Regions from separate parts of the Mus musculus genome. Here all the other regions are linked to region 3. Evidence: chromatin contacts called from public HiCAR-type and promoter capture Hi-C data. All regions are on one chromosome and are shown on one strand. Each heading gives the region's core, a stretch centred on a gene start, on an enhancer-like site or on the middle of the called end of the contact. The rest is flanking DNA. Distances are from core to core; before and after follow the strand shown.

The links. Promoter capture Hi-C pulls out the DNA fragments that hold promoters and counts their contacts. HiCAR-type assays count read pairs that join an accessible place to other places.
Region 1: a contact with region 3 is called in a promoter capture Hi-C map of liver, with 5 times the contacts expected there. The contact joins the promoter of Pot1b here to the promoter of Kat2b in region 3. A contact is called at or near these places in 6 of 39 promoter capture datasets (the 3T3-L1 cell line, the C10 cell line, the HPC-7 cell line and 3 more) and 1 of 115 datasets of contacts at active chromatin or transcription factors (astrocytes).
Region 2: a contact with region 3 is called in a promoter capture Hi-C map of liver, with 4 times the contacts expected there. The contact joins the promoter of Zfp119a here to the promoter of Kat2b in region 3. A contact is called at or near these places in 6 of 39 promoter capture datasets (the C10 cell line, cranial neural crest, hippocampal neurons and 2 more) and 2 of 115 datasets of contacts at active chromatin or transcription factors (large pre-B cells and pro-B cells).
Region 4: a HiCAR-type map of astrocytes shows a contact between it and region 3, with 7 times the contacts expected there. The contact joins the promoter of Zfp119b here to the promoter of Kat2b in region 3. A contact is called at or near these places in 3 of 39 promoter capture datasets (cranial neural crest, embryonic stem cells and liver), 7 of 115 datasets of contacts at active chromatin or transcription factors (astrocytes, embryonic stem cells and large pre-B cells) and 2 of 9 other capture datasets (adipose tissue and embryonic stem cells).

Annotation. Positions count from the first base shown.
Region 1 is chr17:55,708,527-55,715,206 of GRCm38.p6, reverse strand. Pot1b (protection of telomeres 1B) reads left to right here and starts at 2,571. Exons shown (of 17, transcript NM_028370.2): 1 at 2,571-2,667; 2 at 4,301-4,368.
Region 2 is chr17:55,875,914-55,881,843 of GRCm38.p6, reverse strand. Zfp119a (zinc finger protein 119a) reads left to right here and starts at 2,891. Exons shown (of 4, transcript NM_144546.6): 1 at 2,891-2,984. The coding sequence starts at 2,982.
Region 3 is chr17:53,562,235-53,568,265 of GRCm38.p6, reverse strand. Kat2b (K(lysine) acetyltransferase 2B) reads right to left here and starts at 1,295. Exons shown (of 18, transcript NM_020005.4): 1 at 688-1,295. The coding sequence starts at 936.
Region 4 is chr17:55,943,658-55,950,353 of GRCm38.p6, reverse strand. It overlaps Zfp119b (zinc finger protein 119b), which reads left to right and starts at 5,095. Exons shown (of 4, transcript NM_146249.4): 1 at 5,095-5,182. The coding sequence starts at 5,180.

The DNA.
Region 1 (6,680 bases), core at 1,322-3,821, 2.1 Mb before region 3:
CCCACTAGAGTTTCAATGTGTGGCTATGGATAAGCACTCAATCTTCAGTAGTCTAAATGATTCTATGAAGAAGATACACGACCGAGATGGTGGACGTTTCAAAGGAGAATTGTTAGGGGTTAGTTAGTCGACATTTACAGTTCAGATAGTTATGATTAGAGAGATGGAGAGATATTCTAAATATCTAATTTGAAATACCTAATATGGATCTGAAATAGAAAGGCTGAATTTATGACAAATATAAGTTGAGGATGCAAACATCTAAAATGGAAGATGCAAAGCTTGTAAGTAACAGGGCAGGTGGGTAAAACAGTCAGTGTTGCTAGAGTACAAATGCCCGGGATGTATACAGTTTTTGAAACAACATTGAGTTTTATTGTATTGTCTCACATGCTATCAACTTCATGTGCCGATTTCTGGTAGTTAATAGCTTTTATTGATGACAGTGGTTCTTAACTTTTCTAATTCTGAGACCCATAAATATAGTTCCTCATATTGTGGTGACTCCAACCATCCACTTATTTTGTTGCTACTTCACATCTGTAATTTTGTTAATTATGAATCCTGATGTAAATAAATAATATGGAGGATATCCGATTTGCAACTCCTGTGAACCATTTATCCCCAAAGATGTCATGACCCACAGGTTGAGAACCACTGGCCTATGATTTCCATGGCATTTGCCTAAAATAAGACTACATTTTGATGCTATCAATAGAAAACCAAAAGCAAAAAATAAACACATATACTATTATATATCACTAGAAATCATGAGGAAAATGAGGTGTGGGGAGAGTTGACTTAAGAGCTCAGTACTGGCTTCAGGTGGTAGGGGTTTTGTTTTTGTTTTTCATTTTTATCTTGTTTACTACTCAGTCAACCACAGAACTGACTTCATCAAGTCTTCCCTCTGATTTTGTGATTTCTGCCAGAGGAAATGATGCACATATTTTCTTATGTGGTTTTAGGAAGAATTTCCAGGAAATCTGTACACAGACAGAAAATCTTGACATATCTGCTATAGATATACTAGAAAATATTGCCTTCCATCTCTGAACAATCTGAAACACACTTATGCTTAAATCTAACTGCAGCAAAAACAGTGGGAGTTTTCTGCCGAAGAACCAGTGGGTTGATACAAAGACTATCTGTCAGAAATAAAAAGCAAAATATAATTTCTAATATAAAAATAGAGAGGAGTTGATTAACATTTCTATTAGACCACTGTGGGTAGTATTAGGAAGTTTTAATATGGATGACACTAGCATAGATAAGCAGACATAAATAACAAACTAAAGAAGTACATTTTGATTTTAAGTCTCCTTTTAGTCTAATATACTCACTTCAAAATTCGTCCCATTTATATCATTTTAATGGGAACGTAAGTAGCAATGCCAATTTATTTGGTTTTCTTCACATATTCGATTCCATTGTGCCAAATTCTGACTTCATGTTATAGGTGGAATGTGCCCCAATCACACTGAATTTCTTTAACTCAATTACATGGAAATCACGTACATGGAAATATTCTTCTCAGTCATGGGAAAGATACCTTTAACTGATTTTTTTCTATTGATAGAACAATGGAGATCATTTCCATCCTACCATAAATGCATACAATCCCATCATTTTTGTCAATGCACTCAGTCTTTGATGAACTTTGATGAACTTAAGGGAGAAAGATTAACAGTTACAATTAACATAGGCAGTGCCATTAATGTTGCATGTAGTTTAAAAGAATGAACAAAAGACCTTCATTTTCATCAATGGAATTTCAAAACTTTCCCCACTTCCTGAAAAAAGTGGGTGGGTAAAATGAATAGATGTAGACTCAATTTAAACTAATAGTGGAACATTTTGTGAAAGATAAAAAAGTTATTCTGTGTTTAAAAATGCCTTTTAACCCGATACAAAGGGTTCCCAAATAACTCCAAATAATCGTGATAAACTTTTAAAGCCTACACACTTTTTAAAATTTAATTTTTAATTAATTTTTTTACACTCGATATAAGCCTACATACTCTTGTTCAGCTTTCTATATTCTGAAATTAATCATTACAAAGTTTCTAAACTCATGACAATTTTTCATCACTCAAAAATATAGTAAAGAACGATAAATCTTCAGACTAACAAAGGATTGTTGGTATTTTTCAACTTGCCTGGCAATAGCATAATAGCCCTAAATTGCGATTAAAAAAACAACAAAACAACATTGTTATCTTCGTCTATTTACATCGTGTAAAAGTGCATTTGGGTGCTTAACTTAGATTAACAAAGGGTTTTGCCTCTGATCCATTTATTCAACAAAATAGAATTTGGAGTCTCACTCGGAATAGGGTTCCAATTGGCTACAGGATTTAGGACTCTTTCAAGCCAGTTACTATCCTTTGAACAGTGTGTTCTCCCCCCCCCCCCCCCCCCCCCGCTAGTCCCCAGAAAAATCCATTAGGGGCGTGGAAAGAGGAGCAGCAGGCTTCCTACTCTGCAGGGACCAACTGGGAGGAGCTTGGCCGAGGCCCCGCCTGCCTTTCGCTTTTGTTATGGGAAGCACGAGCAAAAAGCGGGCGGAATGGTTGGAGTGCGCATGCGTGTGTCCCACGGCTCCGGAAGTCGAAGTCGCGTCTCTGCAGGTTGAAAAAGTTGCCGGGATCCTCGGTGTTCTGTGAGGTACTGAACGCTAGGGTGTTGGAGTTCTTGGTGTAATCGCTGGAGGTCGGGCCCTGGATGATATGAGGGGTCGTTTGCAACCACATTTGGGGTAGTTGTAGAGAAAGTGCGCTATGCGTTGGCGGCAGCGATAACCCGCTGTGTTCGGCATCCTCTCTCTCAGGGAGACCTCAAGCTTCAGGGGTGTGTGTGTGTGTCTGTGTGTGTGCGCTATGCGTTGGCGGCAGCGATAACCCGCTGTGTGTGTGTGTGTGTGTGTGTGTTATTGGGAGCCTCAGAGGCTTCAGGTACTTGCCCAGGTGACAAGTGTCAGAAGAAAAGCATGAACCTGGTGCACAGTGAACAGAGAGAGCGCTAGGATTAAAGGAACGGGCTACTACTATGCCGTGCAACAGGTCGGAAAACTGGCTTTTAAAAGTATTTTGATTCAAGCTGATACTTCCTGCTGAGGACACAAAAAGCATCGTTTTGCCAAAGTATAATTTGTTTTCAGTTTTTTTTTTTTTTGTTTTTTGCTTTCTTTAGTAATATTGAAGAGTATTAATGTAGGATCTACTTTTAATCTGTTTTTTTTCTTTGAAAAGTGGATAGTGACTTTATTAGTATGAGGTTCATATGAGTTTTAATCTGTTGTTTAAGAAATACCCATATGGTTGTTTACCAAGAGTCCATGGTGTGTGTGAGACAGAAAGTTTTAATATGAAAGCCAAAAGAGAAGTTGAAAGGAACTGTTATAAAACACTATCATGCCTGTACTTTTGACTAGGTAATTATTTTCCGAAGTTGACAGTGGGGCAGAGACTAAACTGAACTTTTTGTTTTGTATTGACTTGCCCTCATTGTCCTAGTTTATGAGTTTTTCATTTCACATTAAGAATTTTTTCTTTCTTAAATTGTAATTGGTTTCTAAAACAACATTTTATTTTGCTGAGAGATTGTATTACCGGGTTGAGAAAAAACACTTTGGGAAATTAATGAACTTCACTTTCTGTATCTTCAATAAGACTTAAGTTATGAATCTTACATATTTTTTTCCTCAGATTTTCCCCAGATGACTTAATATTTATTAGAACATGCTATATTGAATTCCTAAAAGTATGGTCCAAGTGAAATTCAGAGAAAGGTTCTCTAAAGATTAAGAAAGGGAATCGAATATCCTGACTGCCTGACACATCCCATAGTTCAGTATGAGTATATTAGGAGTACTGTGCCAGTGCAAGTTTTTAAAGGCAAGTGAGCATGCTTGCTGAAGATTGCTGTAATCCTCAGCCATAGATATTAGCAGCACAGGCTTGCACAGAGAGAGGTTCTGTTTGTGTGTGTGTGTGTGTGTGTGTGTGTGTGTGTTGTGTGTTGTGTGTATGCAGTGGGCTTTATGCAGGATGAGGCTGTAGCAGAGACCTTTGGGACAGTAATTCTCAGGTAGTCAGTCATATGTGAGAAGAACCCTTTCTCAGAACCTCTAAGTGACTTTATGTGTTTTGTTAGGGTTGATGCTACTCTGGCAGTATCCTGAAAACTTTCTTAAAAGATAAGACATTTCAAAGGCTTTCAGTTGTATTCAAACTTTTGCATAAAAAATGTATATAGTTTGTAAAAGCAGTCATCTTTACTATTTTTCTCTCCATTTTAGGGAAAAAACTGTTATTTCTTCAGTTTTTGGAAGTTAAGCAGCTGCTTTGAAGATTAGACCTTAATAAGGTAATAATGAGGTGTATGTGTGCTACATTTCTGCTTAGCTTTCTGCTTATACTGTAGAAATAGATAACTTTCTATATGTATATCTCACGGGGACACACACATATATGAATGAATTTAATAGATAATACATTTGTAGGAGACAATGCCTATATAAGGAAAAGCTGCTTTTTCATCATCAAAGCTTTGCCATAGTGTCTCCCTTGGCCTCCTCTCTTTTACTTAGGAGACCAGACACAGTTTGAAAGGATCTGGCACATGATGATACCCAAAGACCAAATTCTCAACACAAAGATTTATTTGCACCAGAGGGACAAAGGACAGGGAATAAGAGACAAAAGATGGGGTATAGAGGACTAGGGATAAGAGAAAAGGTACAAGGGAGATGGGAGGAAGGGAAATTTGCCCCAAGGGACAAAGGGACTGCCTCTGGATAGGGAGGAGACAGATATAGCCTCTTTGTAAATGGCAGTTTATAAGGGGAAATCTTCTGTTAAGAGGAGGTTGTTTGTTTTGACTGAATAGGTTGACTAGGGTAGCCAAAAATGGACCTTATGATCCTTAGTCTTCCAACACTTTGGTAGCTGGAACTCAGTAGAGAGCCTCAGGGGGAGGAAGTGGCCAAATATGGGAATCTTGGTGGCTAGCTTCAGGAATGTAACTCACAGTTTAGTACAGTGAATGGGAGAGAAGGGGAAAAGGCAAAACCATTTGCTGACCTTTTTGCCATGTCTGAACTTGTGTTTCCCATGCTCTGGCGTGCAAAAGCCCTTCTTTCCTCTCACATCCAGGCTGCTAGAGTAGCTGTCTGTGTTTTCTGTTGGCGCTTTAATTAACATGGTTTAATCATTTTAGTAACTTACAGAGTTTGCCTTCCTTATATAACTTTTTACATAGATGTCCTCATGTAGGGAGAATACTCTCTCTTTATTATTGCTCCAATAATCCTGTCAAGCAAGGAAAAGGCACCTTGGGCATTCAGTCCATTTCGTGTAAAGCTTGTGAATTGCTTTGGATGGTCTGGAGCAGTGAGAGGGACCTGGAGTGAACCACAGCTGTCATAACCAGCAGTGCTGTAGGCAGCTGTATTAGTGCAGGGAAGCAGTGGTGAACCAGACTTAATGATTGTCTCTTGGAGTTTGCACCATAAAAGAGAGAAGAAATGAAATAAGGAAGTATAAATAATAATGTAAGATACAAATATACTCTTGTTAAAAATTAAATTAAGATTATGGACTATAAAGACATACTCAAAATACATTTTATGAGGAAATGTATTGTATCTGTGATACCCATCAAGGAAGACTGATAGAAAATTGAAACTTGTCTCTGTTTGGTTTGGGTTTTCTAGTAGTTGGTTAGGTAAATGACTGTTAAATAGATTGTGAAGTTCAGGCAGGTTGAGAAAGCGAGTAAATAGAAGGTTTAGTTGTGGACTTCAACTGTTTGATCTCAGAGAAATCATTCATTAATTAAGAAATCAAGAAGTACAAATGAGTATAGTATAACGTAGGACAAACACTGGTATTTCTGGCCATCCAGGTTTATTTTGAATTGAGTTTTATCAGATAGGCAAATCTGGTCTATGAGGAAATGACCAAGTCACGGTGAGAACTTTTACAAAGGAAACACAAACTTGTAATTAGTATCTAATCCAGAAAAGATATAAAGGTGACTTTTCAAGTTATTGCCCCCAAGGGTAAGCAGTGCCCTCATAATCCACAGTCTAATCCATTCGTCTTTAAATTTTATAAGATCTCATGTCAGACAGCGCAGATGTAACTCGGACTGCCACCTTCTCCTGATAGCCTTCATCACCAGCAGACACAGTTTTCTGCAGAAAGGTGAGATGCCCCTTTGTGTGAGAAAATGCTAACCATAGTGAATAGACAGTTCTGGAAGTGGTCACTGGGCCCAGTGCACAGAAGACTTCTCTGTGGTACATTCTAAAAGCAGAAAGGGACCGAAGCCCAGAAATTTATGTATATCTTAAGAATTTCATGCTAAAATTAGATGAATAAGGTCAATAATATAGTTCAACAGATAAAAGCCTGAGGGTTTAACTTCACGGAAGAGAAGAATTAAAAGATGAAGGAAAATGAAAGGAGGAGTGACTTTATTACAGCTAAAAGCAAAGGTGGAAGGCAACTCGGTTTCTCCTGGTGTAAAACTAGTGCGTTCTTATGTAGATGGCTTAGATCAATACCTAGGACTGATGTTCTGGATACTGAAATACATATGCATTAGAGATTTTGCACTACTAATGAATACTATTTCTACTCTAGATGTAGTTTTATTTAAGTCATATTTTTTAT
Region 2 (5,930 bases), core at 1,642-4,141, 2.3 Mb before region 3:
TAGAAAAGGAGAGAGAGAGAGCGAGAGCGAGAGCGAGAGCGAGAGCGAGAGAGAGAGAGAGAGAGAGAGAGAGAAGGAGAAGAGGCAGAGGGCAGCCAGGCCACGTGGAGAGAGGGGAGAACGGAAGGGGAGAGAGGGAGCAAGAGGGCTAGAGCAAAAGCAAAAGAAGCAAGAGGCCAATATTCTTCAATCGATTCCACAAAATAGAAACAGAAGGAACATTACCCAATTCATTCTATTAAGCTACAATTATGTTTCCACCTAAACCACACAAAGACCCAACAAAGAAAGAGAACTTCAGACCAATCTCCCTTATGAACACTGATGCAAAAATACTCAACACAATTCTTGCCAACCAAATCCAAGAACATGCTTGTACTGGCTAGTTTTGTGTCAACCTGACACAGCTGGAGTTATCACAGAGAAAGGAGTTTCAGTTGGGGAAAATGCCTCCACGAGATCCAGATGTAAGGCATTTTCTCAATTAGTGATCAAGCGGGGAGGTCCCCTTGTAGGTGGTGCCACCTCTGGGCTGGTAGTCTTGGTTCTATAAAAGAGCAGGCTGAGCAAGCCAGGGGAAGCAAGCCAGTAAGGAACATCCCTCCATGGCTTCTGCATCAGCTCCTGCTTCCTGACCTGCTTGAGTTCCAGTCCTGACTTCCTTAAGTGATGAACAGCAATGTGGAAGTGTAAGCCGAATAAACCCTCTCCTCCCCAACTTGCTTCTTGGTCATGATATTTTGTCCAGGAATAGAAAACCTGACTAAGACAACGATCATTCACCACGGTCAAGTAGGTTTCATCCCAGGGATGCAGGGATGGTTCAATAATACGGAAATCCATCAATGTAATCTACTACATAAACAAACTGAGAAAGCATTTGACAAAATCCAACACCCCTTCATGATAAAAGTCTTGGAAAGATCAGGAATTCAAGGCCCATACCTAAACATAATAAAAGCAATACACAGCAAACCAATAGCCAACATCAAACTAAATGGAGAGAAACTTGAAGCAATCCCACTAAAATCAGGGACTAGACAAGGCTGCCCGCTCTCTCCTTACCTATTCAATAAAGTACTCGGAGTCCTAGCCAGAGAATTAGACAACAAAAGGAGATGAAAGGGATACAAGTTGGAAAGGAAGAAGTCAAAATATCACTATTTGCAGATGATAATGATATTACACTTAAGTGACCCCAAAAATTCTACCAGAGAACTCCTACAGCTGATAAACAACTCCAGCAAGGTGGCTGGATATAAAAGGAACTCAAACAAATCAGTAGCCTTCCTGTACTCAAATGATAAACAGGCTGAGAAAGAAATTAGGGAAATGACACCCTTCACAATAGTCACGGTACTATTACATACCTTAGTGTGACTCTAACCAAGCAAATGAAAGATCTGTATGACAAGAACTTCGAGTCCCTGAAGAAAGAAATGGAAGATCTCAGAAGATGGAATGATCTCCCATGCTCATGGATTGGCAGGATTAATATAGTAAAAATGGCCACCTTGCCCCATACAATCTACCGAGTCAATGTAATCCCCATCAAAATTCCAACTCAATTCTTCACACAGTTAGAAAGAGCAATTTGCAAATTCATCTGGAATAACAAAAAAAGTAAAACAAAACGAAACAGGATAATGAAAACTATTCTCAATGATAAAAGAAATTCTGGGGGAATTCACTATCCCTGACCTCAAGCTGTATTACAGAGCAATAGTGATAAAAACTGCATGGTATTGGTATAGAGACCGGCAGGTAGATCAATGGAACAGAATTGAAGACCCAGAAATGAACCCACACACCTATGGTCACTTGATCACACCCTGGTCACCTCCCCTTTGGGGGCCAGAATAGTTGGTGTTTGGGTTCATAGACCAAGCTGGTTTAAACTTTTTTTTTTTGGAGACAGGATTTCTTTGTGTATCCTCCCTGGCTGTCCTGGAATTACTAGGCTTAAACTTTTGATGTCCTGACTCCACTTCCCAAGTGCTGGCATAATGAGCCAGTGCAACCACTAAAGGCTGGGAATGTGTTAGTGTTTTGGCTACCAGTGTTTAGCTGAAAGAAGTGTGAGCAATTTAGATGAGTCTTTTTAAAAATGGATGATGCCTGGTGAATATCAACCAGGAGGTTTAAATTTGACCTGGATAGTCTGGATGCTCTTTTGGCTGTGAGGCAGGTGGATCACTCCACTTGAGGTTGTTTAGTGATCTGTGTATGCTAGAGACCTTGTGCCTAGATTAAGGAGCCTCCTGAGTGCAGCAGAGCAGGGACGACTGTGCAGTCCTGCTGTTAGGAAACATAATGGAGTGAGGTGAAGTAGCTTTGGCAGATCGAGCTGAAGTGTGTCCTGAGAAATTACGCCATGCATCTGGTGTAAAAAAGCTTTATTGGGGGGTGGGGGTTGGGGGACTGAGGTCCTGGCGAAGGGACAGAGGCAGAGAAGTGGGCATATGACAGGCAGAGAGAGAAAGGAGCGCACACCGGGAACAGAGAGACGGCCTGCCGAGTAGGGAGAGAGCTCCGGTGGCTGGTGGGTGGATACATTCATCCTGAAACAGACCGGGCGCGCCTGATGGCATCGGCAGGTGATGGCATCTGATGACAGAAGTCTCTGCTAGGTCCCCGAGAGTAGGCTTGTGGACCTGCCTGTACGCTAACAGGCGCAAGTTCTATGGCAATGCCTGTCTCTCCGCGTCTGAGACAGTTCTGTGCCTGAGCGGACACCAGGACTGGGAACCACTGTGCTGTGATACTTCACAGCCCTCGGTGACTAGGGGAGCTGTCACTCATTCCTTACTAGCCAATCACGGCCGCATGGATCCGCTAGCCAGAATGGGGAGAGCACTTCCGTTCCCTAATACTAAAGGTTCGGGCTCGGGTCTGAGGGAGGCTCTTGTGGTTCCGTGTCCTGGTCTGCCACCCGCTGCCGGGAGCTGTGAGGAGAGCGGGGCGAGCTCGGTCTCCACGCCATGGTGAGCGGGGCCGCCGTCCCCACGCGGGGAGGAGCCTTGGGAGACTGTGTGGGGTTCCTCCCGGGGTGCGGGAACCGGCGGTCAGACTCGCCGCCCGGCGTGATTGCGTTTGTTCACCTGAGGTCCCTGCACCTCCGGAGCGGAAGCCGGACGTCTGACTTCGATCCCGGGCTGCGCCTGCGCAGAGTGTGGGGCGCGGGTCCTGGAGTGAAAACATCCTTGTTGCTGACGTCACCATGCAGTGAGCGCCTCAGCTGCTTTTCCTGTGTCCAGGGAAGGCAGATGTGCTGACATGGAGAACCCTAGTTTCTCCGGTGTCTTCTACAAGTTCTGCACTTGGCACCTGAGGTTCTGATGTATGATCCGTCCGCAGTTAATTCTGTGCAGATGCAAAGTGTTTGCCATCGACACAGACTTGTAGATGCCTTGACCGTCCAGTAACGTGTGTTAGTAAGGCCAGGCTCACTGGGTTTCCTGGCCTCTTTCATCAACATTTACTCTATTTTAGTTGTGTGTTTTTTTTTCTTTTCTTTCTAAATTTTCTCTCATGTTCTGTTGATCTCTATTCTTTCCCAGGAAGTACTGTGCAGGCAGGTTTTCCCGGTTCTCTGAGAGAACTGGGTGGGGAGGGAAACAAGGGATAATAGCGAGCAATCAGAGAAAAGATACACACTTAAACCTGAGTTTGCAGGCCTCCAATTGTTTAATTTCTTCTTAGACAAGTTAGGGAAGGTTATTTTAAGGAAGCCTGTAACCCCTCTAGAGGAGTTAGTGTAGAGGAGTAAAGCTTTGTTCTCTTTATTTACTAAGACCAAACCTTCCTTGTTAGTTAGAAAAGACCTGTTCTGTCCCATAGTAAGGAGAAGTCTGCCTGCTCCTTCTGCTCTCTGCAGCTCTTTTTTTTTTCTCTTCCCTCTGCATTCTGTACATTGCTCTCATAGTTGTTTTTTTTTTTTTTTATGTTATCTATGGTTTCTAAGTTGTTCCACTCTGTATTCTCCTTCTAATCTTGCTCTCTCTTTCTGTTCAGATGTCACAAAAATGCTCTTATTCTCATTGCCTATATGATTTGATTTATGCCCCACAGGGTTGCCTTGGTCCAATCTTTCCTTCTTTGTAAAGGAAAAGTGTATTCTGAGCCCATGCATGTTGAGAAGTTATACTTTTTGTTTATTTTGATTTATAGAATTTGTATATTTTGAGTTTATATGATGTCAAAGTCAAGAGATTGCCCTTAGTATTCGACGAAACTTTAGACATTTAAACAGTGTTGGGACTGTGATATAATATGGAGATCTTTGAAATGAGAATAATTACATTTTGAATTATTGCTAGACTAGGAGCCTGTGATGGTTTGAATATGCTTGGCCCGTGGGAAGTGGCACTATTAGGAGGTTAGAGCCTCATCGGAAGAGGTGTGGCCTTGTTAGAGGAAGAGTGTGACTAAGAGGGTAGGCTTTACGGTCTGCTACAGCTCAAGCTTCACCCAGTGTAGAGAGCCTTTTCTTAGCTGCCTGTGGAAGAAAGTCTCCTGGTTGCAATTGGATCAAGGTTTAGAACTCTCAGCTCCTCTAGCGCCCTGTCTGCCTGCAGGCTGCCATGCTTTCTGCCATGATGATAATGGACTGGATCTCTGAAACTGTAAGTCAGCCCCAGTTAAATGTTTCATTTTATACAAATTGCTTTGGTTATGGTGTCTCTTCACAGCAACAAGACCCTGATTAAGAGAGAAGTTGGTACCAGGGACTAGGGTATTGCTGTGATAGGCCTAACCATACTTTTGTTTGGATGAATTCAAATTTTGGATCTTTGGGTTTGTAAACCTGCGGAGTACTTTAAGTGGAGCTTAATGGGCCATCCTAGCAGAAATATGGACGACATCAGTGCTGAGGGTGAATTGAATTCTGGTGGCCTGCCTGTCTCAAGAGCTTTCAAAGGGAAAGAACTTTCCTATGTTATCTAGAATTTGCTCTTGTGATATTTTGGTGAAGAATATGACTTCTTTTTTGCCCTTGTCTCAAGAGTCTGCCTGAGGCTAAGGTAAAGAGATTTATATTAAATGCATTGACAAAGGAAGCTTCAAAAACAGCCTAGTTTAGACTTTATCCTGTGGTTCACTTTTTTTTTTTGGTAGAATATGATTTTAATATTTTCAACTGTTAATATTTAACAAGCAGAATAATTATTTTAAGATATATTTTGTTGTTATGTCTCTCTTTTCATTTTTGATTTTATTAATTTGGATACTATCTCTGTGCCCTCTGGTTAGTCTGGCTAAGGGTTTATCTATCTTGTTGATTTTCCTCAAAGAATCAGCTCTTAGTTTTGTTGATTCTTTGTATAGTTCTTTTTGTTTCTATTTGTTTAATTACAGCCCTGAGTTTGATTATTTTCTGCCATCTACTCCTCTTAGGTGTATTTGCTTCTTTTTGTTCTAGAGATTTCAGGTGTCCTGTCAAGCTGCCAGTGTAAGCTCTCTTCAGTTTCTTTTTGAAGGCTCTTAGAGCTATGAGTTTTCCTCTTACCACTGCTCTCATTGTGTCCCATAAATTTTGGTATGATGTTCTTCATTTTCATTAAATTCTAAAAAGTCTTTCATTTCTTTCTTTATTTCTTCCTTGACCAAGTTATCATTGAGTAGAGCATTGTTCAGCTTCCATGTGTATGTGTGCTTTCCGTTGTTTTTGTTGGTATTTAAGACCAGTCTTAGTCTGTGGTGATCTGATAGGGTGCATGGGATTATTTCAATCTTCTTATATCTGAGGCCAATTTTGGAGAAGGTACCACGAGGTGCTGAGAATAAGGTATATTCTTTTGCTTGAGGATGAAATGCTCTATAAATATCTGTTAGATCCATTTGGTTCATAAATTCTTTTAGTTTCACTGTGTCTCTGTTTAGTTTCTGTTTCCATGATCTGTCCATTGCTGAGAGTGGGGTGTTGAAGT
Region 3 (6,031 bases), core at 46-2,545:
CCAAAGAGGGAGAATGGCAAGAAAGCTGTCTTCAAACTGAGCAGACGCGCTCGCCGCCTGGGCTGTCACCCTGCCAGACCCTGTTTACACCCTAAGCGGCCAGGATCCCGCTTTCGCTAAATAAATAATAACAATAATGACAGGGTTGTCGCCGCACGGCCGAGGCCGCCAGGCGCCAAAGGACAGGGGCTTGGGGCAGTGCCCACCTCCCACCCCGCGCTCCGCCCCTTCGCTCCCGTAGAGCGCCAGGATTCCAGGACACTTCTGGGTGCTCCACAACCCAGCTCCTCCTAGCGGGGCTCAGTGGGGAGGGCGAGCGCGGGGAGACACACGCTAAGATGCCCCCAACCCCAAAAAAGCTGCTTCCCAACCCCGACAGATCTGCCACACCAAGCACAGTTACACTCCCTGTGAAAGGACTCCCGCGAGCTCCTACAGAGCAGAAAAAGCCCCAGTGCCGAGCGCTCCGAAGCCAAGACTCATCCTTCCCAGAAGAGGGACACCGGCAGATCTAGAAGACCCCCTACCCCTGTCCCAGTGAGATGCTGTGCAAGCCGCAGCGGCAGAGCGCGCGCACAGAACGCAGCACTTCCGCGGTGCCGGCGGGAAGCTGGGAGTGGGTGGGGGAGGGGAGGGGGGGTCCGAGCCCGCCCGTGACCCCGCGATTGTGCTCATCCCAGCGGGTACCTTGCAGGCGGAGTACACGCCGAGTTTCTCCAGCTTCTTCGCCCGCGGAGCAGAGCGCAACTGCGCCTTCTTCACGGCGATCCGGGCCGAGCCGCCTCCTCCCGGTCCCTCGGCCGTGCCCGCCGCGGCCACCGCGGTCGCTGGCCCGCAGGAAGCAGAGCTCCCGGCAGCGGTGGCCAGGGTCCGGGGGGAACCGTGCGGGGGCGCGGGAGGCAGTGCTGGGGACCCGGCCCCGCCAGCCTCGGCCATGCCGCCCCGACTGTCACCCGCAGCTGCCAGGGTCCCCGCGGGCGCTGGTGGCGGAGCCGAGACCCTCCCCCCCCCCCGGCCGCCGCCCTGCGCCCTCCCCGCCCCCGCCGCACTCGGCCGCCAGCGATCGCAGGCCCCCGCGCCTCCCCAGGCGGCTAGGACGCTAGCGGGCCCGAGCGCCTTGGCCGCGCTCTGCTCCCCTGGGCCTCCGGCATGCTGCTGCGAGCGTAGCCGCCCGCCGGGAGCGCCAGGGCCCGTAGGTGACCGGCGACCCGCGAGACCGGGCCGCTGCAGCCCAGGCACCTGCCGCCCTGCGCTGCTGGCGTCCCTGGGCCTGACACCCTCCCGCGCCGAGACCCAACTTCCTCCACCCTAGCGGGAGCCAGAGGAAAAAAAAATGTTTTCCAGAAGTACCCGTCAGCGGCCAATCCTCCTCTTTGTTGCTAATTCACCAAAATCATGGCGTGAAGGGTTCCTTTTTTTTTTTTTTTTTTTTTTGACTTTGAGTTAAACTTTTTTTTTTTAAACAATTCTTCCCCATCGTCTTCTCCTGGTAGTTTCTGAACCGAATATGACCAGAGAGGGAGGGAGATGACTCAATGGTGTGTGTGTGTGGTGTGTGTGTGTGTGTGTGTGTGTGTGTGTGTGTGTGTATCACATAATACTTGTTCGTTTGAGAACATTACATGTCGGCGAAATGAAAACTAAACGCATGGAAAAAGTTTGAAATTAGTCCGCCTACGGGGTTCACTCGAGGTTGGCTACTTTCAGCTGCTAGTGTGTCTATTGTTTTCAAGTTAACCAGAAAGACAGCGTCCAGGAAAGTGATTCCGATTTTGACTTAAACTTCAAAATCAAAACTATTGTCCCTGGCTCTGATGGTAGGAAGAGATTGTTTCATTTTTTCACATGGGTCAACCTTCCTAAAGCGATTTGAATAGCCCTGCATTGCCGGTCAGCACCGTTGGCAAGTGCCCTAATTCTGCGGAGCAAGCATAGTCACAATGTGGGACAATGGTCGTAATGAATTTGTGATTGGTTGTCTAGCAAGCTTGGTAGCTCCTGCTGAACTCCAGCCATATGGGATGGGCTTTCCCTTGCAAATACTCTTACCAGTCATGCTTAAAGTTGCATTTTATGTCTCAAGATGTGTTTCGCCAGATTCTGTGTCCTTTTAACGCAGAGTAATGCAATGCCAAGAGAGAAAGAAGTCTCTTCTCAAAGGAGTGACACCTGCTGTGAAACTGCAGCCTTACTAGGCTACATCTAACTGAAGTCCTTACCTAGGCTTGACCTTAGCCTAGTGTGGAAGCTCAATAGAGTAAGACTCTTGCCTCAAAAATTAATTAAATTAATTAAAAAACAGGCCAGGAGCGGTGGTCTTCACCTTTGACCCCAGAACTGCAGAAGCAGAGACTGGCCAGGCTCTGTGAGTTTGAGGAATTCTGGTCTACTGTTAGGAGTTCCAGGTCAGCTAGGGCTACACAGTGAAACCTTGTATATAAAGAAACAAGGAAAAAAAAAAAAAAAGAACTCAGCATGTCTTTAATCCTGGCATTTGGGAGGCAGAGGCAAGTGGATTTCTGAGTTCGAGGTCAGCCTGGTCTACAAAGTGAGTTGCAGGACAGCCAGGGCTACACAGAGAAATCCTGTCTGGGGAAAAAAAAAAAAAAAAAAAAAAAAAAAAGCTCAGGGGTTTTTTGTTTTGTTTTGTTGGGGGTGGGAGGGCTCAAGACAGGGTTTCTCTGTGTAGCCCTGGCTGTCCTGCAACTCACTTTGTAGACCAGGCTGGCCTCGAACTCAGAAATCCTCCTGCCTCTGCCTCCCGAAAAAGCTCAGGTTTTACATCACTGTCCTCTGGTTGTTTGTTCTTCAAGTTTCTACAATAATGTCATTAAAACATTACTTACTGGGGAAATCCAGGTTCTCTTATATGTTCTTAGTGTCCTTTATCTAAGAATTTTTAAGTGGATTCAGAAGGAAGATTGAGGCCCATTGTATTATAGTGAACTGTAAATTCTGGCAGCTGCCCAAAGGTAAACAGAAGGAAGAGAAAAACTGGCTCATTTTTAGAGTGCAGAAAGTAAGCCTGTTCTGCACTTGGAGCCTAGGTGGGGTGTAAGTAGCTGTACAAAAGGGTGGTTTGGAGATGTATATAACCTTCAGAGAAAAGTGGAGAATGCCCCGAGGGCCAGGGGTGGTATGCTTATGCTCTTGGCCAGAAACCAAAGAAGGGATAGAACTGGTGTGAAAACAAAGATACACCTTTTGAGTTAAGAGGTCAAAAAGGCAGACAATCTCGAAAAACCAAAAAAAAAAAAAAAAAAAAAAAAAAAGAGGCAGACAAGAGTTCGAGGCCAGCCTGGTCTACAAAGTGAGTTGCAGGACAGCCAGGGGTATACAGAGAAACCCTGTCTTGGAAAAAAAAGGCAGACAAGCTTAGCAGTCCAGATCTGTAAGTGGCTGCACAGCGAGAGGGGCTTATGGGTAAATGTAAGAACATTATCTCATTTAAGAGACTGAAAAATGTTCCCATCTCCTTAATGTGTTTGTGGGCATATCAGTTTCCCTAAAAACTGGTTACCTGGCCAGATGATATTTATTGCCTTTCGAGACAGGGTTTCACTGTGTAGCCCTGGCTGTCCTGGAATTCACTCTGTAGACCAGGCTGGCCAGGAACTCACATATATCTTCCTGCTTCTGCCCTCTGAGAGCTTGGATTATTGAAAGCATGCACACCTAATGGTGATTTGTGGTGATTTGACAGGGCCAGTTGGAAGAGGACAGTAATTTGTAACCTTTTTTTTTAGTTTTTCTTTGTGTAGCCCTGGCCGTCCTGGAACTCACTCTGTAGACCAGGCTGGCCTCGAACTCAGAAGTCTGCCTGCCTCTACCCCCCAAGTGCTGGGATTAAAGGCATGTGCCACCACTGCCCGGCCAAATCTAAGTTCTTTAATTCTCTCTCTTTGTCTCAAAAACAAACAAACAAACAAAAAGTCGAATAGTACATTAAATGTAATCTTTTAAGAAAAAAAAAATCTATGGCCAGGCATGGTGTCGAAAGCCTTTAATCTCAGGACTCGGGAGGCAGAGGCAGGCAGATTTCTGAGTTTGAGGCCAGCCTGGTCTACAAAATGAGTTCCAGGACAGCCAGGGCTATACAGAGAAACCCTGTCTCGAAAAACAAAAATAAATAAATAAATAAATATAAAAATAAGCATGTAAAATACCCAGACTTGATGCTAGAGTCTGTTGTGCCAGGGAAATATTAGTGATCCCAAAAAAGACAGACAGGAGTTGATCTGATGTAACTCACAGCAGGGTCTTTATTCTATTTGAGCAAGCTCCCCTGCCCCCAACACATCACCTTCAAGCAAGACAGTTATAGTGGTGGGGAAGCCTCAACTGTCTATGTGGCAAGGCTTTACAGTAAGCAACAAGCAGGGATTCATGTGCAAGCACCTAATTAGAAAGCTGCTGTGCCCTTTAACATAATTGGCTGGTTCTGGGAGTCCTATCATAAACTTAACTTCTGCTCCCCTCTGCACTGGTGGTCGTTAGGTAAGGGGTGGGCTTGTGACCTGGGGGTGCAGGTTTGTTGGGGGAATAATCTGGAGACACTGGTCTTGTTGAGGGGTGTAACCTGGAAACTCTGGTCTTGTTGGGTATTTAGCCTAGAGACTGCAGCTAGGCTCAGGTTTTGTCGTGGGGGGCAACTGGGAAACTAATGCTAAGTACCAGCCTGTTAACTTACCCTGAGTTCAAACTTAGGTCAGGTTCCCTGAAATGGAGTCACAATTTAAAAGCTTGGGCATCTCAGTCCGCAGTTCAGAACACTCATTGCTTTTGCTGAGAACCCAGGTTCAATTCCCACCACCCACATAGCAGTTCACAACCACCCTAACTCCAGTTCCAAGGGATCCACTCCTTCTGACCTTAACGGGTACCATGTATGCATATGGCATACATTACATGCAAGTAAAACATGCACACCCATAAAATCAATAAGCCTAAAACAATTCTTATTAAATAGCCCAGCTTTAGGAAGAGGAAACCGCCCTTTCTAAAATAGGCCTCATCAAAGCCTGCGACTCCCACCCTCCACTCTTTCTTAGTTTCTCAAGTTCTAAGGAGGGGCAATTGGAATGCTTCCTTTTCTACAAAATGGTTGTGGTAGCTTGGAGTAATAATTCACAAATGTAATCCCAGGATGTTGGAAGCAGACATATATGGTAGCAAGTTCAAATCCAGTCCGGGCTACCTAATGAGCAACGAGCCAGCAAGGGCTACATAATGGGACCCTAGCGTTAAATTACTTAATTAAATTAAAAGTTGTATCGCCATGTAAATAGAAGATGGAGTCCAAGGTTTATAGTGAAGGAGAAGGGAAGAGGGGGAGGCCTATCCTCATGGATTGGCCTACTAATGCCTATTCAGCTTTCTAACATAACTAAGTGACTGTAGTACTCAGATCAAACTTCTTCCTGACATTTCTTTTCTTTTATTTTGATCAGGTTTGATCATCATGACATTAACAAAGGGTATTGGGTTCCACTTCTGGCCATTTGTTACACTGATGGAATGGTCCTCTTGATTTGTATGTACCACTGGGTGTAAATGTTATCTCAAAAGTGGGATGATGGGGCTGGAGAGATGGCTCAGTGGTTAAGAGCACTGACTGCTCTTCCAAAGGTCCTGAGTTCAAATCCCAGCAACCACATGGTGGCTCACAACCACCCATAGTGAGATCTGATGCCCTCTTCTGGTGCATCTGAAGACAGCTACAGTGTACTTAGATACAATAATAAATAAAAATCTTAAAAAAATATTTTTTAAAAAAAAAGTGGGATGATGAGATCCAGGGGCAGATGTGATGGTGGGGGGTACTTTAGGGGGAAGAAAAGCAAAAGTGGGGGAATGGATTTTTTTTTTTTTTTTTTTTTTAGCTCAAGGCTAGCCTAGTCTACATAGTAAATTCCAGGCCATTCGGCACTACAGAAATTTCATTCAAAACAATAACAAGTTTGAGTTTGAAGCCAGTCTATTGTACATAGAGAATTCCAGGACAGCTTGTTCTGCATAGCAAGACTGCTTA
Region 4 (6,696 bases), core at 3,846-6,345, 2.4 Mb before region 3:
GTGACCATGGCCACATGGAAGAAGGGAAGAAGGGAGGGGGAGAGAGGGAGCAAAAGGGCTAGAGAGAAAGCAAGAGAAGCAAGAGAGAGAGGCAAGAGAGGCAAGAGAGCGGCAAGAGAGAGAGGCAAGAGAGAGAGGGGGGGCAAGCAGATCCTTTTGTAGTGGGCTGGGTTACCTTGCTGTTGCAGGGTAACTGTGGGGAGGAGCATACCTAGCTATTGCCAGGTAACTGTCGGGGTGGAGTCTGGACAGCCTACGTGACTGATGGCCACAGAATTATGGAGCTGGATCCTCTCGTCAGGAGTCTATGTCTGGGAACATGGCAAACTGGCCTCCTGTCCCTTGAAGATCAATCTGTTGGGTTTCCGAGGTTTGAACCTAGCTCAGCCAGAAAATGGGCTGCCTTTCACAGTCCCACACAGGGCGGCCTGCTGCACCTTTAGAGCCTCCTTCTTGGGACCAAGCTATGATCTGGTAAGGGGAGGGGCTCCATGAACAGCCATGATGAGGCAAGCAGAAATCAGTGACTTCTGCACCTCTACTGGGCAGCTTGGTAAAAGGTCATGGATTCAGGCTTGGAGCCAAGCTGATTCAGTACTTGTACTAGTACAGCCCACAGCTGAAATAGCTGAGCATCCCACTCACTACACTCTCAAAAAGAGAAGGGTCACCATAGAACTCCTGGTTGTGGTCATCATGGCTATCTTAATTTCACATTAGGTCATAATTGGGGAGGCACATGACTCCAGCAAGGTCACCTTGGAAATGTAGGCTTAGATTTTTTTTTTTTTTTGTAGAGAAAAACACATCAAAGAACTTCTCATACTATTCTGGTGACTTCTTGTCACTTCTACAGATTTGGACCAATTGGCAGAGCCTTGTGGTTTCTTCTGGATTGAACTGCCATTGCTGATTCATGGATAGTGTTTGCACGTGGATAGAGCTACCGGTGCTGATTTGTGTGAACTGAACTGCCAATGTCCTGACAACAAAGATTGAAATAGCCCCAAAGAACTATTTCTTCCATTTTGAGGAGGGGTTGAGTAAAGTTTAAGTTCCCAAGATCTCCCTGGGAACTGATGGCTGACTTAGCAGAGAGACATGTATGCGGGTAACTGACATCTTGGTTGGTAAGTTAAGACATAATATTAGATAAGTTGAATTGACGACTAAAATCCTGTCCTTACATTGATGGATCTTCTCTATACAACAATGAATTAAGAGACTGCAGATTTTTGATGGATATTTTTCATATATATAAATTATTTTTGATTTTTTGAGACAGGGTTTCTCTGTGCAGCTCTGGCTGTCCTGGAACTCACTCTGTAGATCAGGCTGGCCTCGAACTCAGAAATCTGCCTGCCTCTGATTCCCAAGTGGTGGGATTAAAGGCATGCGCCACCACTGCCCAGCTATTTTTCATATTTTTAAATTGAACTTTTGTTTTTTTAAAGCAAAAAGAACATCATAGCAGATTTTTCATAGCTGCCTTGAGGTATGACTAGCTCAGAAACTAGCAAATTTCCTCTGTGCTTTCTCAGTTTCATAGCAAAACCAGACGAATGCCCCAGAAACGGGACCTCAGCCCCTAAGAGGCTGGTCAGAGTGGGGATATGGCTCAGTAGATGGATGATGCCAGCAGAGGTTCAAGTCACCATACTTTCCTTTCTGGCTGGGATGGTGGGAGTCCCTCACCTCATGTAGGTGTCATAGTACTACAAAAGTTTTGGGGTTAGGGTTGGCCTTGCCAGACCATACATTTCCTCTAGCCCTAAAGGTAACCCCTGAGTTCAGGTACATTCTAAGATTGCAGGTCTTTGGAATGGGGATTCACTATCACGGAGTCATCTCCAACTTCCTGTAGTCAGGGCTTCAGGTACAGGGAACACAGGCATAGGAGCAGTAGGAAGTGAGGCGTCACTTTTTCTTCCAGGTGAGAAGGTCCTTATAAGGCTGGAAGGAAGGAGTGGCCTGTCCTGAGGCTGAGTGGGGTCTATCAGATGGAAGGCATGCAGCCAAGCTCTCAGACCCCTGTTGCACATCTACACAGCACTTCAGCAGGAGGTTGGCCGTGGGTAGATGTCATGTACCCAGGACCCCTGTGAAGATCACAGTAGCATATGTAATGTCACAGGACTTCAGTAGGGGGAGTCACTGCCTAGATGCGTGATGAAAAGCCCTCTCTTGGGGTCCCAGAGCCTCAGCGTTCCCACAAGAAATGGTTCCTGTCACAAATGAACTATTGTAAAGAGCCGATGGCCACAGAATAGATCCCGTCTTCAGTCTGGATGCTGTGTAAGCACTGCCTGAGCAGGCCAAAGGCAAAGTCCCCGCCCCAGAGAGAGACCTTGGTGCATCCTCCTAAGGCTGTGATTGGACAGGTCCCGTCTTCACGGTTTACTTCACTCATTTTAGTATAGATTTCTTTGCTTTTTGTCTTTCTTTCTTAAATTTTTTTCTTTGTCAACTCAGAATAGCATTAGTTGTTTAATCCAGCAGGAACTGCCCAGGAGATAGGAATTTCCGTGAAATACTCTTCAGTTGTAGGAAGTTGGTGGGAACTGTGAATGCTCTGCTTCCTAGTGTGACGCTGGCAGTGTGGTGAAGGTCTATTTTGAGCAGTGGTTGTACTAACACACAGCTAGCTATTCTGCCGGATTTTCTCTGTCTTGGTGATTTTTAAATTTTTTTTGTTTGTATTGATTTCTGTTTAAAAATTCTGAATTTGCTGGGCAGTGGTGGCACATGCCTTTAATCCCAGCACTTGGGAGACAGAGGCAGGTGGATTTCTGAGTTCAAGGCCAGCCTGGTCTACAAAGTGAGTTCCAGGACAGCCAGGGCTATACAGAGAAACCCTGTCTCGAAAACAAAACAAACAAAACAAAACAAAACAAAACAAAAATCTGAATCTGTGCCATTGAGACATGTGTGAGCAAACATACCATAGCACATATGTAAAGGTCAGAGGACAAGTTGGAGGAGTGGCTTCTCTCCTGTGTATTGACCTCAGGATATCACACTTGATTGCAAGTGTCCTTCCTTACTGAGCAAACTACCTGGTTCCTCTCACAGTATTCCCTTCTGATCCACCTATTTCAGTATGTTGGTTGTAGTAGCTCTACTTTCATTAAAAACAAACAAACAAACAAACAAACAAACAAACCAACAACAAAAAAACCCGGGCACTCATTCTAGAGCCCCTCCCATGTGTGGCCAGAATCCACTGAGCATAATAGAAAAGTTATTTTGAGGAAGGGTCTGGCTAAGTTAACCAAGTATTTTGTAAACACAGCCTGTAGTCATACCAGGCCTTAAACTTGTGATGCTTCGGACTCACCATTCCATGTGGTGGGATTCCAAGAACAGACCACCACTCTTGACTCTAAATGCATGTGAGAAATTAGCAATTTGTGTCGGCCTTTTTTCAAAAGGTAGTTTAGCTAAAGGTGTTTCAATTATGGTTTTAAAAAAAATCAACTTTTGGTGCCATTAGTAGTTTATTATTCCCTATCATGTAGCTGTCATCTCCAATCTCTCCTACTCTTTCTTTCTCAGCACTAGCTGTCCATGAATTGATTCTTGGGTTCCTATTTTCATATGTGTTTTTGTTTAGGTTGGAGGTGGGTCTTTGGGGAGCTAGGCCTATCCAAGGCTTTCTCAGATGCCCCGATGAAAGCACCAAGGGATCATTGCTTTTGTGACCTCTCCAAGAGCAGACTTGGGAAGGTCTGGTCTGGTGCTTGGGCAAGCATCTTGAAGGAGTCAAAGGAACCACGGTCTTCAGTTATCAGTCTCATGGGTATCAGTCTCATGGCCAGTGTGTGCTCACTATGAGGTATCTATCCTGTGTCCTTCTAGCCAACATTGCTAAATTATCTTTCTGCTGACTGTCTCATTCTCCACCTATAGTGTATCAGAGCTGTATATCATCTGAAAAAACTTGCTTAACATGAGCCATCATGTTATGCAAGACATAGTGACCCCAAACTTTCTATTTTTGTCTTCTCCTCCCAGGTTCTCACCCTGGTCACCTCCCCTTTGGGGGCCAGAATAGTTGGTGTTTGGGTTCATAGACCAAGCTGGTTTAAACTTTTTTTTTTTTTGTGAGACAGGATTGCTTTGTGTATCCCTCCCTGGCTGTCCTGGAACTACTCTTTATACTAGGCTTAAACTTTTGATGTCCTGACTCCATTTCCCAAGTGCTGGCATGATGAGCCAGTGCAACCACTAAAGGCTGGGAATGTGTGTTTTGGCTACCAGTGTTTAACTGAGAGAAGTGTGAGCAATTTAGATGAGTCTTTTTAAAAAATGGTTGATGCCCGGTGAATATCAACCAGGAGGTTTAAATTTGACCTGGATAGTCTGGGTGCCCTTTTGGCTGTGAGGCAGGTGGATCACTCCACTTGAGGTTGTTTAGTGATCTGTGTATGCTAGAGACCTTGTGCCTAGATTAAATAGCCTCCTGGGTGCAGCAGAGCAGGGACGACTGCAGTCCTGCTGTTAGGAAACATTATATAGTAAGGTGAAGTAGCTTTGGCAGATCGAGCCGAAGTGTGTCCTGAGAAATTACGCCATGCATCTGGTGTAAAAAAACTTTATTGGGGGTGGGGGTTGGGGGACTGAGGTCCTGGGGAAGGGACAGAGGCAGAGAAGTGGACATGACAGACAGAGAGAGAAAGAAGCGCACACGGGGAACAGAGAGACGGCCTGCTGAGTAGGGAGAGAGCTCCGGTGGCTTAGGTGGATACATTCATCCTGAAACAGACCGGGCGCGCCTGGTGGCATCAGCAAATGATGGCATCTGATGACAGAAGTCTCTGCTAGGTCCCCGAGAGTAGGTTTGTGGACCTGCCTGTACGCTAACAGGCGCAAGTTCTGTGGCGATATGTCCCTGTCTCTCCGCGTCTGGGACAGTTCTGTGCCTGAGCGGAGACCAGGACTGGGAACCACTGTGCTGTGACACTTCACAGCCCTCGGTGTCTAGGGGAGCTGTCACTCATTCCTCACTAGCCAATCACGGCCGCATGGATCCGCTAGCCAGAATGGGGAGAGCACTTCCGTTCCCTAATACTAAAGGTTCGGGCTCGGGTCTGAGGGAGGCTCTTGTGGTTCTGTGTCCTGGTCTGCCACCCGCTGCCGGGAGCTGTGAGGAGAGCGGGGCGAGCTCGGTCTCCACGCCATGGTGAGCGGGGCCGCCGTCCCCACGCGGGGAGGAGCCGCGGGAGACTGTGTTGGGTTCCTCCCGGGGTGCGGGAACCGGCGGTCAGACTCGCCGCCCGGCGTGATTGCGTTTGTTCACCTGAGGTCCCTGCACCTCCGGAGCGGAAGCGCGACGTCTGACTTCGATCCCGGGCTGCGCCTGCGCAGAGTGTGGGGCGCGGGTCCTGGAGTGAAAACATCCTTGTTGCTGACGTCACCATGCAGTGAGCGCCTCAGCTGCTTTTCCTGTGTCCAGGGAAGGCAGATATGCTGACATGGAGAACCCTAGTTTCTCCGGTGTCTTCTACAAGTTCTGCACTTGGCACTTGATGTTCAGGAGTAGGATCCGTCCGCAGTTAGCTCTGTGCAGATGCAAAGTGTTTGCCATCGACACAGACTTGTAGATGCCTTGACCGTCCAGTAACGTGTGTTAGTAAGGCCAGGCTCACTGGGTTTCCTGGTCTCTTTCATCAACATTTACTCTATTTTACTTGTGTATTTTTTTTTTTTTCTGTCTAAGTTTGTTCTCATGTTCTGTTGATCTCTATTCTTTCCCAGGAAGTACTGTGCAGGCAGGTTTTTCCGGTTCCCTGAGAGAACTGGGTGGGGAGGGAAACAAGGGATAATACAGAGAAAAGATACATACTTAGATCTGAGTTTGGTCAGGCAGTGGTGGCGCACGCCTTTAATCCCAGCACTTGGGAGGCAGAGGCAGGTGGATTTCTGAGTTCGAGGCCAGCCTGGTCTACAGAGTGAGGTCCAGGACAGCCAGGGCTACACAGAGAATCCCTGTCTTGAAAAAGCCAAAACCAAACCAAACAAAAGAACAACAACAAACAGAAAAAACATAACAAAAAACCCCTGAGTTTGCAGGCCTCCAATTGTTTAATCTCTACTTAGACAAGGTAAGGAAGGTTATATTAAGAAAACCTGTATCCCAGCCAAAGGAGTTGTCTCTTCCCTATTTGGAAGAAATATTTTCTATCTTTTGTCTATCTGTCTGCTTATTTTTTTTTCTTGCTGTTTATATTTTCTTTCTTTATTGCAGCTGTTTGAGGTTTTGATGTCAGGTTATCGCTGTGTTTAGTATATGTCCAGTTTTGTGTGTTGATTATTTTTTTCATTCTTGGTTACTTATTTTCATCAGTTTCCTTTGGTATCAAAAATGGTGACACTTTTTATTGGGCATTTGTTGAATTTATAGCTCAAATTCTGCATTGTGATATTTTAGCATACTAGCCAAGATGGCAGCATACTACACAGTTGCTTTCTACTCAAGGTTAGGTCATTTCCTGCTAAGGTGAGGCCATCTTCCATCTTCTCAAAGGTTAAATGTAAAGTGCTACAGCCTTTTCCTTAGAAATACCCTTTTACGAGGTTGGCATAAACATAGAAGGAGATGGTACCTATGTCATGGTCTAGGCAGGTAGACCTCCCCACAGTTATGGAATAGAAGATAGATGTCCATGGCCTCAAGCAGAGACAGTTGATTCCATC